2 separate regions of the Sus scrofa genome follow, and region 1 is linked to region 2. A link is a contact called in public HiChIP or PLAC-seq data. All regions are on one chromosome and are shown on one strand. The core of a region is the stretch at or near the end of the contact, and the rest is flanking DNA. Distances in the headings are between cores, read along the strand shown.

The links. HiChIP or PLAC-seq counts read pairs in DNA pulled down with a chosen protein or histone mark.
Region 1: an H3K27ac HiChIP or PLAC-seq map of alveolar macrophages shows a contact between it and region 2. The contact joins the promoter of GABPA here to the promoter of MRPL39 in region 2. A contact is called at or near these places in 1 of 5 promoter capture datasets (liver), 15 of 47 Hi-C or Micro-C datasets (blood, brain, differentiating spermatogonia and 10 more) and 2 of 2 datasets of contacts at active chromatin or transcription factors (alveolar macrophages and skeletal muscle).

Annotation. Positions count from the first base shown.
Region 1 is chr13:189,286,110-189,291,283 of Sscrofa11.1, reverse strand. GABPA (GA-binding protein alpha chain) reads right to left here and starts at 1,771. Exons shown (of 10, transcript XM_021071441.1): 1 at 1,646-1,771. It overlaps ATP5J (ATP synthase-coupling factor 6, mitochondrial), which reads left to right and starts at 1,050. Exons shown (of 6, transcript XM_021071448.1): 1 at 1,050-1,224; 2 at 1,321-1,401; 3 at 1,686-1,727.
Region 2 is chr13:189,164,192-189,169,319 of Sscrofa11.1, reverse strand. MRPL39 (39S ribosomal protein L39, mitochondrial) reads left to right here and starts at 3,018. Exons shown (of 10, transcript XM_003132745.6): 1 at 3,018-3,610; 2 at 4,423-4,629. The coding sequence starts at 3,547.

The sequences.
Region 1 (5,174 bases), core at 522-3,021, 120 kb before region 2:
GTTGGTTGTATCATTTCATTGTATTTTTTTTTTCAATTATCCTGCAGACTTTTTAAGTTTTATGAATAAAGCTGGAGGTGAATGAAAACCAACAGTTTTAACTTAATATTCAGCCTCCACATGCCTTGCCTCAATTTAACATCTCCCTCATTATTTATGTCCTTACTTCCAGACTCTATATACACCCCTCAAGGCTTTCGGTCCTGTAGACACAATCCAGGTAAAACTGACTTAAGTCCACCTCGTGTCAGACTATGTTTAAAAATAAATAAACTTGAAAAGTCTGGGTCAAACCCTGAGAGAGGTCATTATCCCCTTAAAGTAGCTTCGAATGAGTGGACCAGTTTCTTTGGAAGTTTAAGACAACGCAGTATCTAAGAATGTTATCACTGCCCAATTCCTCACTTTGCTCAAGTGAAGCCTTCTAAATCTTTGCTCCTCCCATGGGTCAGACTTTCTGCGTGTATTTCTAAATCACTACTCATGCTCTGGCAACGCAACATTAGGCGTAGTCCTCCCTGCCGTTAACCTAATCAAGCTGAAACACAACATGAAAATCTAAAAAAGCTGATGAACTACATTAACCCATCATTTCCTCCTCGTCTTACTTCCTCGTTTTTAAAAGAAATCCAATGGACACCATATACATTAACAGATGGCTTGGATGCAACTGTAAAACAATTCTAGAAATACAACTGAATTTGAAGTGAGCGAATCGCTGAGTTGGCAAGGAGATTGGTTTTGCATCTTCCTCCGAAATCCTGGGGGCGTCAGGATCGGATCTCGACCACTGCGAATGCAGACCACGGCGGACAGTCCAGCAGGGGACAGTAAAGGAAGGGGGTGGCGAAAGGTGACAGGAACGACCCCAGCCCCGGGGGCGCGCGGCTTCGCAGAGCCCCGCGCCGCGCGCCCCCCGCCCCTCCCCTCCGCTCCCCGCACAGCCTCCCCCGCCCCTCCCCACCCGGCTCCCTCAAGTCTCCACGAACGGAAATGGGAGTCACAGCGCCGGGGACCAGCGGAAACAAAACACAGAGGCGGCCGCGGGGGGGCCGCTGTGGGGGAGAAGGCCCCGGAACGAAGCCGGCCCGCGCGGGCCCGCGCTCCCCTCCTCCCCCGCGGCCGCACTCACCCGCTCCGGATTCAGCCCCGTCGCCCCCGCCCGCACTCCAGAGCCGGCTGAGAACGGCAGCGGCGCGGGCTCCACGTGCAGCGTCTCTCCCGGTAAGACCCGCAGCTCCCGCGACTCGAAATGGGAGGCCCCGGGCCCTTCCCGCGAAAACGGCGCTGAGAAACTCCAACCCCCCTCCCGCCTCCCAGGCACCCCCGGGTCCGGGACTACAACTCCCAGCAGGTTGTGCGAAACGGACACTCTAGGCTACGGGGGCTCGCGAGGCACAGGTAACGCAACGCCCCAATCCGCTTTGTTTTACACCCTCACTTTGCCTGCGCAATCATACACCTCAACCACCCCCAAGGAATAGGACGCTGACTCGGGGCGCGGGGTGGGGGTGGGGGAAACTGAATTAGGAGAAAGGCTAGTCCAAGTGCGCATGCGTACAAAAGATTTCCGAGGGGGGAAGAGCAGGTCAAGTTGGGCGAGGGAAAGATGGCGGAGGCGTCCAGGGGACCCGGAAGCACTTACCCTCCACTTCCTCCTTCTGTTTGGCTTCTGTCTCACCTAGAGCCGTCCGGTCGCAGACTGTCTCCGAGACGCTTCCTGTCCGGTGAGTGTCGACCGACTGAAACGGCGACCCACAATGCCTTGCAATGGCGGGTAGGCGGGTGGGGGGCGGAGCCAGGGCCGGAAGTAGAACGGTGGCGGCGGTGCTGGCTCTGGCAGCTCGGGACTGAGTACAAGGTGACTGGGAGGGTAGTGGACTAACTTTGTTTCCTAGAACTCAGATTGTGGCTTTCTTCACGAGAGGCAGGGATGCTTATTACCTCTGCCTTTCAGGAAGAGAGAGCAGCCTTAAATCCCGGATACCTTCACGGCCTGGCCCGGGGTTTTTGCTCGGCGCTTTTAGGCCTGAAGGTTGTAGCAGACTCAATAGCCCTGATAATACTGCTCTCGGGGCAAACCGGGATGGTATGGGAGGCGTGGAGTCCGGGGCTTTTGGACTATCTCCCCGGCTGGGACAGCTCAAGGTCAAGCCTGCCGGGCCGGTCTGCAGCCAGGCCTGTTCAGCCAGGGCGCGCAAGAGATTGTTCTGAACTATTTAAAGTAGAACGTTAGAGGGAAAAGGGTAATAGGAATCCTGAAAGTTTGCAACCCAACTGTAAGGATTGGTAGTGCTAAAACTTGGTTAAGCAGCTTTGTTTTACAGTTCTACCCCTCGAAAACCCTAACGAAGCAGACGCTAGCTGCAGAAGAGGGGACTTGGCTTACAGACGTTGTTAACATGGTTGCCAAGAAGGAAAAAGAGAGGGTCAGGCTAGGCGAGTATGGATTGACTTTAGGAATATGCGAAAGAGGCAGCGAAAGCATAAACCTTAGGCCGGTCAGTCTTCGCTGTAATCAGGAGACCATGCTCCGTCTAAGGCCTCTGCGGCTGCTAAAACTTTTTCTTGCTGTTACCGTCCCAATTTTTCTGTTTCAAATCCCTATTACAGGCCTGAGTGGCCCCCCATGGTACTCAAATAGAGAACTTAATCACAGTAGGTATTTTATATTTATTTGTGCAATAACGTGTCTTTCTCACTAGATCAGTGGGATCTAGTGAGGAAAAAAATGAAAGGGAGTAAAGGAAAGCAAGTTTTGACAGAGATTGTGTGTTTACTTTTTAGATACTTTGAATTTAGGTAAGTAGAGGGCTCTATAGAACTTATGAAAGGATCAGAGCTGTTGAATGTATAGGTTTGGAGTTGAGGAAAAAGATCAAAATTTAAGGTATGATTTGGGAATCATTAATACTTTGACAGAAAATGGATATTTTACCTGTATTGAAATAGAAATAACGTGGTCTTTGCAGTCAGAATGAGTTAACTGTGGGAAATAAGGGGAATTTAGTAACCATTCTTAAACATTGATTTGTTGTCCCTAATAAAGGAGGGAGAAAAACACTTTACACCTGGAGTTCCCATCGTGGTGCAGCGGAAACAAATCCAACTAGGAACCATGAGGTTGTGGGTTTGATCCCTGGTCTTGCTTAATGGGTTAAGGATCCAGTTTTGCGGTGAGCTGTGGTGTACGTCACAGACACGGCTCAGATCCCGGGTTGCTGTGGCTCTGGCGTAGGCCAGCAGCAACAGCTCTGATTAGACCCTTAGCCTGGGAACCTCCCTTTGTCCCAGGTATGGCCCTAAAAACAGACCAAAAAAACCCATCACTTTCCCCTGTTTTTTTTTTTGTTGTTGTTGTTTTTTACCAGTATTGCTAGGACCTACTTTGCAAAATATCTGGGGCTAAACAAATGTAAAGTGACTTTATTGCAGTGTCAAGTGTGTTGCCAGAGGGAAAATACATATTGAATTGCACAATTTTAAAAATACATGTGTATCTCCTCAGATTCTACTGTATAACTATACTGGGTCAGGTACTTACCTCTAAGGGTCAGTTTCTGTATATGTGAAATGAGAATGATGTTAAGTATACCCTAAAATGTTTGCTTGGAGTCTTCTCAATTATTTTTTCTCTGCTGAGTTATAGGAGTGCTATAGGATGAATTCTTTAAGTAGTTTGCTTTCGTTCTGACAGGTGAAGGATATTTTGTTGATTGTAGGATTTCTTTTTTTTTTTTTTTTTGGTCTTTCTGCCTTTTCTTGAGCCGATCCCGGGGCATATGGAGGTTCTCAGGCTAGGGGTCTAATAGGAGCCGTAGCCACCGGCCTACGCCAGAGCCACAGCAACGCCAAATCACAGCCGCGTCTGCGACCTACACCACTGCTCACAGCAACGCTGGATCCTTAACCCACTGAGCAAGGCCAGGGATTGAACCTGCAACCTCATGGTTCCTAGTCGGATTTGTTAACCACTGTGCCACGACGGGAACTCCGATTGTAGGATTTCTTTTAGTGGTTTTTATGTGCTATTTCAGGGCTTCTCAACCTTGGCGCTATTGACATTTTGGACCAGATATTTCTTTGTTGTGGAGAGACTGTTGTTAAAGGATGTCTGGCAGCAACCTGGTTTTTACCCACTAGAGGCCAGTAACACTCCTAGCAGGACATCCAAAAATGTCTTCAGGCATTCTAATATCCTGGGGGATACCCCACCTCTGTTAGAGAACTGCTCTGCTATTCCACTGTCTTCTGGCTTAGTGCTTTCAAACTCATTAGTAGAGGTCTATGTTTTCCCCAAGCCTGGTGGGGGAAAACTTGAAGAATACAATAAAAATGAATCACTGGAGGAGTTCCCGTTGTGGCGCAGTGGAACAGAATCCAACTAGTATCCATGAGGTTGCAGGTTTGATCCCTGGCCTCGCTCAGTGGGTCCAAGATCCAGTGTTGCAGTGAGCTGTGGTGTGGGTTGCAGACGAGGCTCAGATCCCACGTTGCTGTGGCTGTGGTGTAGGCTGGCAGCTGCAGCTCCATTTTGACCCCTAGCCTGAAAATTTCCATATGCTTAAGGTGCAGCCCTAAAAAGCAAAAAAAAAAAAAAAAGAATTATTGGAAAAATTAGATGAAAGACATAACAATGGAGAAACACAAAATACAAATTCTGATTTTTTATTATTTAAATCAACAGATATAAATCACTGTCAGATTGCTATAAAAGTTTCTAAATGCTTATTCCCAATTTTGATATTACTATAGACCAGTAACAACACTACCGCTGGTCCACAGCCCATAGTTTGAGCAGTATAATGTAGTATAGTAGTATAATATAGTATGATAGTAGTCCAGTGTCAGTATGGTGATGCTTGTTGTTATTTGATGATTTGAGGGGGTATGACAATCATATTAGCATGTCAGGTTTTCACTTTATCATTAAGGCTCAGAAGTTTACCAGTCTATATTGAGGTCTGAATTTTTAATTACCCTAACAATAGGGTTTGGTAAGCCTTTTCAGTTTAATCAGTCTTTTAATCTGGGGTAGTTTCTTCTAATTATGTGTGGTCTCCTTAATTATTCCTGTTCTTTTGGAATTCCTGTTTGCAGATAATTGTGGGGTTTTTTTTTGCATTTGATCTTTCAAGAAACTAAATGAGGTCTCAACTTAGATCATCCTCTGA
Region 2 (5,128 bases), core at 1,769-4,268:
CCATCCCCGTTGCTGCACATGGCATTCTTTCATTCTCTTTCATGGCTGAGTAATACACACGTAGCACATCTTCTTTATCCGGTCCTCCGTCGATGGACATTTAGATGGTTTCCATGTCTCGGCTATTGTAAATAGTGCTGCAGGGAACATTGGGGTGCAGGTACAGGCCAGTTGTTTTATGGAATGGGTCATTTGCTGCCTATATCTTATTTTTCTTCCCGTAGCTCTTTAGATTCCGGGTCCACACATATGGTAGGAGTACTACCTGGGTGGTGGTGTTTATAGCACAACCGAGAGGCACAAATCATGTCGGATTGTCCCATTGTGGGTGATGACAAGTCTGTCCACTGGGGAAGATGCTCTCCACCAGACTCCTCTGTTGAGAAGTTTCCTTTATCTCAATGTTTTATCCTTAATCTGTGGGGTGATACTTACATACCCTGTGAATATCTTGACCCTCAACAAACTCTCCCCACTGGTTTTAGCATCTATAGAGGATCCCTTCCTGAGTCAATCATTACATTGGTAGTTGCAGAATGGTAATTTCCCCCATTCTATTATTCCTACTTTATGTATTATCTGACATACTTTTGTAAAGAAAACTTCCTCTCCACCCTCTACTCTCATTTAGAGTGTCACTACGGCTCATGGATTTTTAAAACATATAATGTTATAACTCTTCATCACTATTTTTTTTTTTAGGGCCACACCCATGACATATGGAGGTTCCCAGGCTGGGGGTTGAATCCCAGCTGCAGCCGCCGGCCTATGCCACAGTCACAGCCACGTCAGATCTGAGCCTCGTCTGTGACCTACACCACAGCTCACGGCAATGTCAGATCCTTAACCCACTGAGCGAGGTCATGGATCAAACCTGCATCTTCATGGATGCTAGTCAGATTTATTTCTGCTGAGCCATGAGGGGAACGCCTCATTCTTCTTTTTGTTATTTAAACGATCTCAAATTTGTACAAAGGGAACCCCTTCGAGCTGGATCCTATGACCTTTCCACATGTTTCTGTCTATCTTTGAGTATTTTCTTGCTTTCCGGCACAATGAGATGCTCCAAGCTCACCTTAGACATTTACTGCCATATGCCTGGTTCTTTTTATGTGGGAGGGAGATTGAGAGAGTGAGACTAAAATCTGGGGAGAAGGTTGATAGGGAAGGCAGCAAGAAAGATTTAGGGTAAGGAAATACTCAAGCTCTCCGAGCCTGAATTTCCTCCCCTAGAAAATGAAGATTATCGTGCCCACTGCATGAGTAGGTTGTGAGAATTAATAAACCTGATGATGGGCATGTTCAATATGACTGGCATGTGTTTGAAATTCATTGGACATCAGCATTACTAACATCCTTCCAACCAAGTCAGTTTCTGTGATACTTGTGACTTCCAATTACTGCTCCCCATGCAATTTATGATTTAACTTGCTTAAATTGGAGTTCCTATTGTGGCTCAGCAGGTTAAGAACCTGACAGAGTATCAGTGATGATTCAGGTTCGATCCCTGGCCTCGCTCAGTGGGCTAAGTATCTGGTGTTGCTGCAAGCTTTGGTGTGGGTTGCAGATGCGGCTCGGATCCGGTGTTGTGGTGGCTGTGGCATAGGCTGGCAGCTGTGGCTCCAATTTGACTCTAGCCTGGGAACCTCCAAATCCGCAGGTGCGGCCTTAAAAAGAAAAAAAAAAAAAAAAACCTCGCTAAAATTTATGTTCTGAGGCTTTGTTTAATATTGTTCTAAAATGTTATGAAGGCAACTAAATGGGGTTAAATAGTGCAGATTCTAAAAGACGAATGAAGCAAAGAGTGTCAAGGGAATAACTACGCAAATTTAAGGAGGAAGTCAGAGATACACAGCCCACACATACAGCATACATATTTGGGTCTATGCCTTGACAGATCTGACTCCTTTTCCTTCCAGTTTTTTTTTTTTTTTTTTTTTTTTTTGTCTCTTTACCTATTCTAGGGCTGCTCCCTCGGCATATGGAATTCCCAGGCTAGGAGTCTAATCAGAGCTGTAGCCACCGGTCTACACCAGAGCCACAGCAACACGGGATCTGAGCCGCGTCTGTGACCTACACCACAGCTCATGGCAACGCTGGATCCTTAACCCACTGAGCAAGGCCGGGGACCAAACCCGCAACCTCATGGTTCCTAGTCGGATTCGTTAACCACTGCGCCACGACGGGAACTCCCTCCTTCCAGTTTTATAACTAATGTACAGCACTGTTTAAGGTGTACAGCATAATGATCTGACATATGTTTATAATGCAAAACGATTACTTAGCACAGTAAGTTTAGTCAACCTTCATCACCTCCTATAGTCACAAAAACAAATCCGTTTTCCTTGTGATGAGAACTTTCAGGTTTCTTTAGTAATTTTAAATATACCCCCATAGAATTGTCGACTACAGTCATGATGTTGTACGTACATCCCCAGTACTTATTTATCTTATGCTGGTTTGTACCTTGGGACCTACTCCCCTCCCCCAGCTGCCCCACAGGAGGCAGATAGTGACATCTGTTCCTTAACCAGTATCGCCACCTGGTGGTGGTGTATTCCAATTGCAAGTCCAGGCGCAGAAGGAGAGCGGGGTGGGTAGGCGGGGTGGGTTAGGTGGGGAGGCCCTGGGCTGAGTTTGTCAATGCACACGATTTAAGTAAAGCCACAGCAGTAACCAAAACTGCTGTTATTCAAAACAAAACATCGAATAACAACATTTTCATGCTTCATCTCGGGAATGCTTACTTCAATAGAAGCAACATTCTAGTATGACAAAGAAATCGGACTGCGCTGAATGCAAGGGCATTCAAATCATTCAACAAACATACATACAGTTCCTACTATGCGCCAAGCTTGGGATCCATCAATGAGCAAGAAACAAAAATCCCGCACTTTGACATGGGATGCCTCTTAATATGTTCTCTATATTCTTTCTATAGTATATAAAACGAATCTAGATAATTTGTAAAGCTCTACGGATTACCAAGTTCCCTCCAACATCTACAGGTCGCATTTTGTGGTCCTACTGAACGGAGAAGCCAGGCGCAGACCCACTCCAGCCAACCTAAGAACTCACCCTTGAAAAATCGAGTTAAGCCACGAGTTGGAAGATGTCGTCGGTAGAGCCGGCAGGGCTGACCATGAAAGAATAAAACAGAAGTCACCGTCCCTCACTTTTTATCCTCAGAAATATTGTTTGCAAGAAGCAGGTGATCGAACCCGTGGAGGACGGAGGGTGACGGTGCGTTTCGGGCTTTGAGGCTCCAAAAGAGATGCTTGTTCTCCCACAGAGCCCACAGGGTGGCAGACCGGCCACTCTGGCGTCCAGGACCTCTGGTCACCTTCCAAGCGCCTGGAAAAGACCGGGTTCCAGACGCGGGACCTCCGGCCACTGACTCTCGCGCCCCCTAGTGGCAGATGCAGCCGGGGGCCGGGCCCCGGAACGAAATTACCTGACGGAACCCGGAGTGCGCGCTCCGAGCTTCCGGGGAAGAAGACAGAGCAGGACCTGCGCGCGGCGGTTCCTGCGCTCGGGAAGGAGGCCATGGCCATGGGGGCTTGGGGGTTGCGGCTCTGGAGGGCCGTCCCCCGCGGCGAGGCTGGCTGGAGTGAGTGTCAGCGGCCATGGGGACGGGAGCCAGGATTAGGAGGTGGTGTCCGCCCAGAATGGGCCAGAGGCCGATCCTGGGAGGCCCCGCCGCGCTGGTGCGGAGGAGGGTCTTTAAGTCCGTGCTGTGGCGGCCGTGCCCTCCCGCCCTTGGGGGTACCGATCCTAGGGGGGCGGGACGGCTCTGGGGTGGGGGAAGAGCCCATGTGCCGGTGCATACACGTCCTGATTTCCCCGTGGGAACACTCGTACCTGCTTGCCCGATTTGAGGCAAATCAGGAGAACTAAATCAGGGGACCTCTGATTTGGGGTTTGGAAAATAAACTCAGCATTTCTCGATTTAGATACGGGGAGGTTTGCGCGCGGGACCTCCAGTCTCTTGGAGCTTTCATGTCCCCGAAGACCTTTTCCAAGCGACAACTTTGCTCACCTTCCCAATGACCGGTCTGGTTTGGACTCCCCTTCCCGGTTACTTTCTGCCCTTACTGTAAAGCACAGATCGGGATACGGCCGAGGAAACTGGGAAGTGGAGCTCGATGGTGAGAGAGCACAGTTGAAATGAAGGTGCGGATCTGGGCAGGCTGCAGTTTTCTTCTGTCGGCGTTTTAATGATTAGTATTGGAAAGGGTGTAAGTTTACCGATGAGCTCATTTTGATAAAGGGCGTTTAAAATTCCCTTGCCTCTTGCTCTTGTTGTAGGAGGGTAGTGATGTGGGAGTGGAACAGGGTAGGTTAGTAGGTTATTTATTTTGTCATATTCATTTTTAAGTTACTGTTATGTCAGTCTTCACATCTATTGTAACTTCTGCCCAGGATTGATAGCAACATCACCAGCTTCTCAGCTGTCACCGACCGAACTGATAGAGATGCAGAATGATCTCTTTAACAAAGAGAAAAACAGGCAGCTATCCTTAACTCCCCGGACTGAGAAGATTGAAGTTAAACACGTTGGGAAAACTGACCCTGGCACTGTCTTCGTGATGAATAAAAACATTTCAACTCCTTATAGTTGTGCCATGCGTAAGTAATGAATCAGGATACCGTTTTGATGATTTTACATAAATCAGAGGAAGAACTAGGGCAGAGGAGACAAGATGCTGTAATTGCTTCCTGAACTTGCTGGAAGTTCCCCTTACTGTCTTGCTGTGTGTTCGCTGTCAGCTTAGCTGTCCATGGGTCTGGCAAGGTTGTCCTGGATTTGATTGCATCTGGCTGAGTCTAGAGTGCTAGGGTTTCTGCAGAAGGCAGACCTGAAAGCATTGCTACTAGTGTGCTTGCCCCTTTTAGACACACTCTGGTGGAATGTGAGCAGTCACCGTGTGAGTCCCATTAAAAGATCTGGGGACAGAGGGACCTCTCTGGCCTCAGATGGCTCGCTTTTTTGCCTTCCTTTCCTTTCCTGCTCTTTAGAGCCTAACCGACATCTTTTATCTGCTTGCACTTGCCTCTGTGTGTGTTGTGTTTTGTTTACATTTACACGTACCTGTAGTAAATGTGTGGGTGGAGATGTGCATGAGAT